Regions from separate parts of the Bos taurus genome. Here region 2 is linked to region 1. Evidence: chromatin contacts called from public Hi-C data. All regions are on one chromosome and are shown on one strand. The core of a region is the stretch at or near the end of the contact, and the rest is flanking DNA. Distances in the headings are between cores, read along the strand shown.

Evidence for each region. A called contact is a pair of places that touch in the nucleus more often than the background predicts.
Region 2: a contact with region 1 is called in a Hi-C map of skeletal muscle, with 8 times the contacts expected there. A contact is called at or near these places in 6 of 11 Hi-C or Micro-C datasets (blastocyst, liver, skeletal muscle and 2 more).

The regions. Positions count from the first base shown.
Region 1 is chr5:65,599,392-65,603,047 of ARS-UCD2.0, forward strand. The region is part of intron 7 of GNPTAB (N-acetylglucosamine-1-phosphate transferase subunits alpha and beta); the gene reads right to left. Among named protein-coding and RNA genes, the nearest start is that of TRNAE-UUC, 46 kb to the right of the region's middle.
Region 2 is chr5:65,654,202-65,657,857 of ARS-UCD2.0, forward strand. GNPTAB (N-acetylglucosamine-1-phosphate transferase subunits alpha and beta) reads right to left here and starts at 1,627. Exons shown (of 21, transcript NM_001192228.2): 1 at 1,511-1,627. The coding sequence starts at 1,627.

The sequences.
Region 1 (3,656 bases), core at 585-3,084:
ACCTTGCCCAACTGTCCTTCCTGCAGAAACAAATTATCAGTAACTGATCAGCCTTCGAGGATCACATGTAGCCTCCTTCTCTTTGGAAACTTGTCTCTGATCCATGCAGATCTTTCCTTCTTGTCTCCAAAATGCCAGCTCATCCTTGATAGCTAACCCCATACTATCCTGTTTTGCTACCTGACCACTACATATACAAATATATTGCCTCCAAAACAGCCTGAGGACAAGTGCATGTCCTCCATTTCTGCACGCCCACGCAGCAACCAGCATCACTTAATTCAACCAAAAGTGAGAATGCACTTGACAGCTTGGGGAAGATCTTCTGCCTGCTCTAACATATGTTGAAGTGAACAAAAACAAAACCCAAGAAAACAAATGAAAAATTCACCATGAATGAAAACGTCCAAAAAGAAAATGATTTAGAGAAAGCTGAAAATAAAGACCATGGATATATGCTGCTGCTGCTGCTGCTGCTAAGTCGCTTCAGTCGTGTCTGACTCTGTGCAACCCCAGAGATGGCAGCCCATATATGCTAGTATAAAATAAATTTTTTTTAAAAGACCATGATAACCTGATTTCTCAAAAGTTGAATTCTGTGTCCATCACATAAAAAAAAAATTCTACAGCAAAATTAGAGGGTAATTAATCAGATCACAAAAGGACTCACATCTCAAGGTATTGGGTAAAAAGTTCATTTGGATTTTTCTGTTAAGATGATAGGATTCTTCAGGCAAGAATACTGGAATGGGTAGCCATTCCCTTCTCCTGGGGATCTTCCCCAGCCAGGGGTCAAACCTGGGTCTCCCCCATTGCAGGCAGATTCTCTACCATCTGAGCCCACCAGGGAAGCCCTAAGATGTTATAGAGAAACCCAAACAAAATTTTTGGCCAACCCAGTATCTCAAACTAGAAATTTTTCAATAGAGAAGACTGCTTGATTTGTAAGATTACAGTCCACAGAAGAATTTTCATGAATTCGAATCTATCACCTTGCAAACAAAACCATTTTCAACTAACTCCCACTTTCCCTGACGGGGGTAAGAAGGGAATCTTACCTTGTTTTTCACTAAACACGATGATGAAGGCCAAGTTGTTGGATGTATAAAATCATGACATCAAAAAACTAAAAGACTCCTTTGAATAATGACTCCACTAAAACGGTTCCCTTTACATCCCAGGACACTGTATATGGCGGGTATCAGAGTCTTGCTTCTTGCTCATTCTCAACAAGGCCCCCTAAATGCCAGGCCCAGAGATGATCACTAGGGTACAAATGGGCAGGCAGTACTTGTCCTGAGATGCTCGCAGCCCGCCCAGGGTCTCTGGGACAGAACTGAGCCCTAGGTGGCTTTGGAGGTCACGAGCCTTAGCAAAAGCCACCTGGAGGGTCCTGGGAAGGCACAGTGGTTCAGCCGTTCAGGTCCTGAACAGGAACCAACGTCTCAGGCCTTCCTCCCACGTGCCATAGGGCACCTCCAATGTATTACCCCAAACTGAGCTTTCAGTTTCCTTCCCCAAATCTTACTTCTCCCATGAAGCTCTGAGTGTGGTTAATGTCAGTATGTCCATCTTCACTGGTTCACATCCACTTCCCCTTTCATTTTTCCTTCTATGTCCTCCAGGAGCTAGTAAGTCACTGGGTCAGGCTGAGGGTTTCTCAGATGGTTCTGGAACCATTCTCATCACTGGCACCTCTGCCAAGGCCCTTGTGGAACCTGAATGTCTTGTTGGGCTGTGGCAGCAGTGGCTGGGCTGGTTTCACTCGGTTATCCTTGGCACAGTCCCTGGCACATAGCAGGTGTTTAATCAGTGCTAAACTGGGAACCCAGTGGTTGGAAACTTCATTCTCAGGGTGCCCGTAATAGAACCAGGAAGTAGGACCCAAGGAAAGACAGTGCCTTGGAGAACCAGGCTTAAATGCTGACACCACCATCTTTCTGTGCTTCCTCTTTCTCATTTTTTCTTGAGCCTCCAAAAATCAGAAGCCAATAGCACTGTGACAATGAGCTGCAATAAATACTGTGTACACCTGACTGGATTCCCCAGGAGGTGCCAGCCTCCACAACAACAGGTCTGGGGAATCCAGATCAACCTCCAGCCGGGTGAATGGCGGAGGAGGGGGTGTCCCCGTGGACAGAGCCTGGGGTTCTACTGCCTAGTTCAAGTCCTGCTCCTCCCTGCCTCTCCTGGCACTCACCACTCCACACTGCCCCAAACCAGCCTACCAAAGAGGTGACCACGACTTGGATCTTTTGGCAGGCCATGCCCACCTAGCAGCAGATTCGCTGGTCAAAAGTACAGACACTAAGTCTACACTGGTACAACTAACAGCTATGGCACCCCACTCCAATACTCTTGCCTGGAAAATCCCATGGATGGAGGAGCCTGGTGGGCTGCAATCCATGGGGTCGCAAAGAGTCGGACACAATTGAGCGACTTCACTTTCACTTTTCACTTTCCTGCACTGGAGAAGAAAATGGCAACCCACTCCAGTGTTCTTGCCTGGAGAATCCCAGGGACAGTGGAGCCTGGTGGGCTGCCGTCCATGGGGCTGTACAGAGTGGGACACGACTGAAGCGACTTAGCAGCAGCAGCAGCAGGAAGCCAAGAAGCCGAATAAATGCTGATCTATGGTTTTATCTGCCCAAATCAATACTAAAAATAATTCAGGGGAAGGAGGAATATATTTATTTTAAGAAAAAACTACAGATTAAGAAATAATTCAAAAAAAAAAGAAATAATTCAACCCTCATTGGGCTGGGCATTACCGTATTTCCAGGTACCAGAAAGAAAATTATGGGGGATAATATGAAGAAAAGACAGAAATGTCATTCATATTACCAAGGTATTTACAAAGGTAATACAAAGTACCTTAAAACAGTGAAACACTTAAGGGGAAAGGAAAGAAAGGGAACTTGGACAGGCAGATAGAAAACAGACTAGACGTAAACTCAATAACCCCATAGTCACAGCTCTCCCCACCACCACCTCCACCTCCATCCCTTCACCTCCCATTGTTAAATGGCATCAACAGGAGACAGAAGGAAGAAGCAGGAAGCTAAAAACTGGCAGAATTTAGAGAACATTTCTTTGTAAAGTCAGGAAGAGTGGAGCCTAGCAAATTCTGAACCAAGACCTGTATGCCCTTCCATGCTGAGGGAGGAAGCATTCATACTGTACAACCCAGGCTACTGCTGACAGAACAGCAGGCATCCTGACAGAAGGTCGAAAGGACGGTACACCCACACAAACTGTGCCCTACATCAATCAGACACATGGCTCTAAGGACAAGAAGGGTTAACACATGTCACAGCCTCCAAGGTCAACTCGAACGGATGGGCTCGGTGTTCAAGTGTGAAGAGTTAACATGTATAAATGCTATATACGTTTGTGGCTCAGCTAGCTATTAAGGAATGAAGGGCTCAAATTTCCAAGTATCTGCAGCATTCCCCTATGTGAGTGGAAGCTCCAGGTTGGGGACTAGTGTACGTACAAACACGTGCTGGACCTCCCCCACCACCTCCTTCCACGCTCACACTGCCACCAGGACTTCTGTCCACTACTACATTCTTAGCAGCTGTAACAGCACCTGACCCACACAGACGCTCCTTTGTTAAACAAATGAATCCTTATTCTGCCTGGGAAACCTACAA
Region 2 (3,656 bases), core at 377-2,876, 55 kb after region 1:
AAAACTGAAAACCTGGAAATTGTCCCATATAATTTATTCATTCATCAGACAAATATTTAGACTGTATACTCTGGCATTACCTGGCATAGTGCCTGGTCACACTGGTTAAAGACTGCACCCTCTCTTATGGAGCCCAGAATCCAGCAGGAGTCCAGACTTCATGCTGGAAATGTACATATATTCTGTGTACATAGCAAATGTATAATGTGGCATTTCTGAACAGCACTCTGTTCATTTTAAAACGTTTTGCAACCTCTTACCCACCCACCCACCCCCCAATATATATATATATTAAAACAAAGAGATGGATTTATAACAACCTGAAAACACAACTTTCTTCCAGTTGCTACGGCCACATTTTAAAATGGGGTGTTCTCTAAAATCACATCCAGGTACACTTTCAGTTCTCACCTACTCATAGTCTCCTACACATTTGTTTACAACAAAGAATACTATATTGGATGGTCAATCGTGAAATAACTATCCAACCTCAACCAAAGGGCTGCTTCACTCAAGAAAATGTTTAAAGTCCATATCCAGAGGGGCACAAAATCTATTAAACCTGGGTGTTTCAACCTGCCAAACCTGTTGCTTGGACCCTCTGGGGTTTACAGTCATACCGAGTTACTTTATGCAATATCAACTGTGAGCAGATTAGGAAAGGTTGGGCTAGTGTGATCCCGAATCTAAGTTATTAGCATATCCCGTGACCTGAAGGCTTGTGCTGGTTCCCAAGAGATCCGGTGCTGGAGTCCAAGATGGTTAAGGGCGTCATGGTCACATGAAGGAGCCCTAGCCTCAGCTATCTCATGATAGAGAAGAGCAGGAGCTGTCAGGGGCGCTCCCACACCAGTGTATGTACATCTACCAGTACAGCCTCTAAAGGTTAACAGATTAAGCTGTCTCAAATAAGAGAGCAAAAATGTAAGGGGGGAAAAAAAAACCTTTCACGTGTAAGTCCTTCAAATTTGGGGCCAGTACACTCTCCCCACAGCAAATTCACGGGCCAAGAAAACACCCCTCTTGGACAAAGTTTTGAGATCCGGGAAGAAACGGGATTAAGAATATAAAGCGCCTCTGTAAAGGGAAAAGGTTATAATAGTGACACTAGAGGAGGAAGCCGCAGGAGGGGCAAGGACTGAGAATTCGGTAAAATTTAGGAACTCTGGGTCCCGGGAGGGGGGCTGCGTGCAGAACAAGGCCTTAGGGAGAAAGTCAAATGACTCGGGGTCCCTGCTGAAGGCACCTGGAGGGAAAGGGATTCCGCAGAAGGAGCGCGGATCTCCCAAACCGTCGGGAGGCGAGATCTGGACCCCAGATGCTGAAGCCGCAGCCCGGAGAGGTGCTCTGTCTGAGCTGGCGGCGCCCCGGAGGGAAGGGCAGGCGCTGGGCTCATCCCTGTGTCTACAGGGAGGATGGGGAGGCAACAGTGCAGCGCGCCGGGGCCGGGACACCGCGCGGTCGCGCCGGTCCAGGGAGCCCTGTCAAGGGCTCCCGCGCCGCTACTCACCTCTCCGAACTGGAAGGCGGAGACGATGGTGACAACGACGCCCACGAAACAGACGTAGAGCCCATACCTGTGGGACAGGCAGGTATAGGTCTGTCTCTGCAAGAGCTTGAGCAGCATCACCCTGGCCGCCGCCACGCCGCGCCGTGCCCGGGGAGTCGGAGACGCCGCCGCTGCCGCCTCAACGAGCCGCCATTCCGCGGCCCCCGCAGGGCCGCCGCGCTCAGGTCACAGCCTCCGGCCGCCGCGCATTGCCGCTCCGGGGACCGACGCCCGCTCGGCTCCACGCCGCGGCCGCCGCTTCCGGGAGCTAGGAACCCACGCCCTCCTAGCGGCGGAGGCGGTCGCGCGGCCCCCAAGGCAGCCGGCGCCGCCCCAGTCTAGCCGGGCTAGAGACGGCGGCGGCGGCGACGGCGGCGGCGGCGGCGAACGGGCCGGCAGCGCCACCTGGAGGGCGGAGGGGCGGAGGACCGGCGCGAGCCCCCGTGACTACGCGTGCGCGGTGCGCTCTTCGGGCCTGGCAGGGATCCTTGAAACTGAGTTGTGCCGGCAACCGGACAGGACAGGCCTCTGTAAGGAGGCCGTGCCCTAGACAGTGCTGCACTGGCACCAGTGTTTTTATGCACAAAACCCTTCCTGCATTTACAATAATTGGCAAATCATGGTTTTTCACAACGCCAAGAGGAGACGCTGTTATAGATCTCTTCCCCTCCTGATATCTAACCGTATTTTTGAAAGAGGAATTTGAAGGACTCAGTTCAGTTCAGTTCATTCGCTCAGTCGTATCCGACTCTGCGACCCCATGAACCGCTGCACTCCAGGCTTCCCTGTCCATCACCAGCTCCCAGAGTCCACCAAACCCATGTCCATCGAGTTGGTGATGCCATCCAACCATCTCATTCTCTGTCAGCCCCTTCTCCTGCTCTCAATCTTTCCCAGCATCAGGGTCTTTTCAAATGAGTCAGCTCTTCGCATCAGGTGGCCATAGTATTGGAGTTTCGGCTTCAACATCAGTCCTTGCAATGAACACCCAGGACAGATCTCCTTTAGGATGGAATGGTTGGATCTCCTTGCAGTCCAAGGAACTCTCAAGAGCCTTCTCCAACACCACTAAATGTGCTAAAAATTCATTCATTCATTCATCTATTTATTAAATATGTATTTAGTGTCCAGTGTCTGGCAGGGTGCTTGGTGTCAGGTATTCAAAAATGAACTAGAGGGAATTCCCTGGCTGTCCAGTGATTAGGACTCCTCCCTTCCACTGCAGTGGCCTAGGTCTACATCCCTGGTTGGGAAACTACCAGGCCCCCACGTTGTTGTTGTTCAGGCAGGGCCAAAAAAACAGTCAGAAATGAACTAGATCTGGCCACTGTTCCCAGAGAGAGTCTAGTTGGGAAGATAAACACAGAAACCACTAAATACTATTTTAAAAAACAAAAACGTTGTTACAACAGACGTTGTGCCATGTATTGGATGGGAACCCATACGAAGGAGGTCAGTTATTTCTACTTTGGCACCAGATGATTTTTAAGAGAGCCTTCAGGTAGAAGAGGGGGTGTGGACAGTATCCATGCATGCATGCTCAGTTGTGTCTGACTCTGCAACCCCGCAGACTGTAGCCCACCAGGCTCCTCTGTCCTTGGGATTTCCCAAGCAAGAATACTGAAGTAGGTTGCCATTTCCTACTCAAGGGGATCTTCCCGACCCAGAAATTGAACCTGAGTCTCCTGTGGCTCATGCATTACCAGGTGGATTCTTTACCACTGAGTCACCTGGGAAGCCTGTGGACAGTGTTGTCGTTGTTCAGTCGCTCAGTCGTGTCCAGTTCTTTTCACCCCCGTGGAATGCAGGTTTCCCTGTCCTTTACCATCTTCTGCAGTTTTCTCAAACTCATGTCCATTGATGCTGTGCAACCATCTCATCCTCTATTATCCCCTTCTCCTCCTGCCCTCAATTTTCCCCAGCATCAGGGTCTCTTCCAATGAGTCGGCTCTTTCGCATCAGGTGGCCAAAGTATTGGAGCTTCAACTTCAGCATCAGTCCTTCCAATGAATATTCAGGGTTGATTTCCTTTAGGGTTAACTGGATAAAACCAGAGGACTTAAGTCTCAAGGGGTTTGAAACAACAATATTTCCTATCAGGACACAC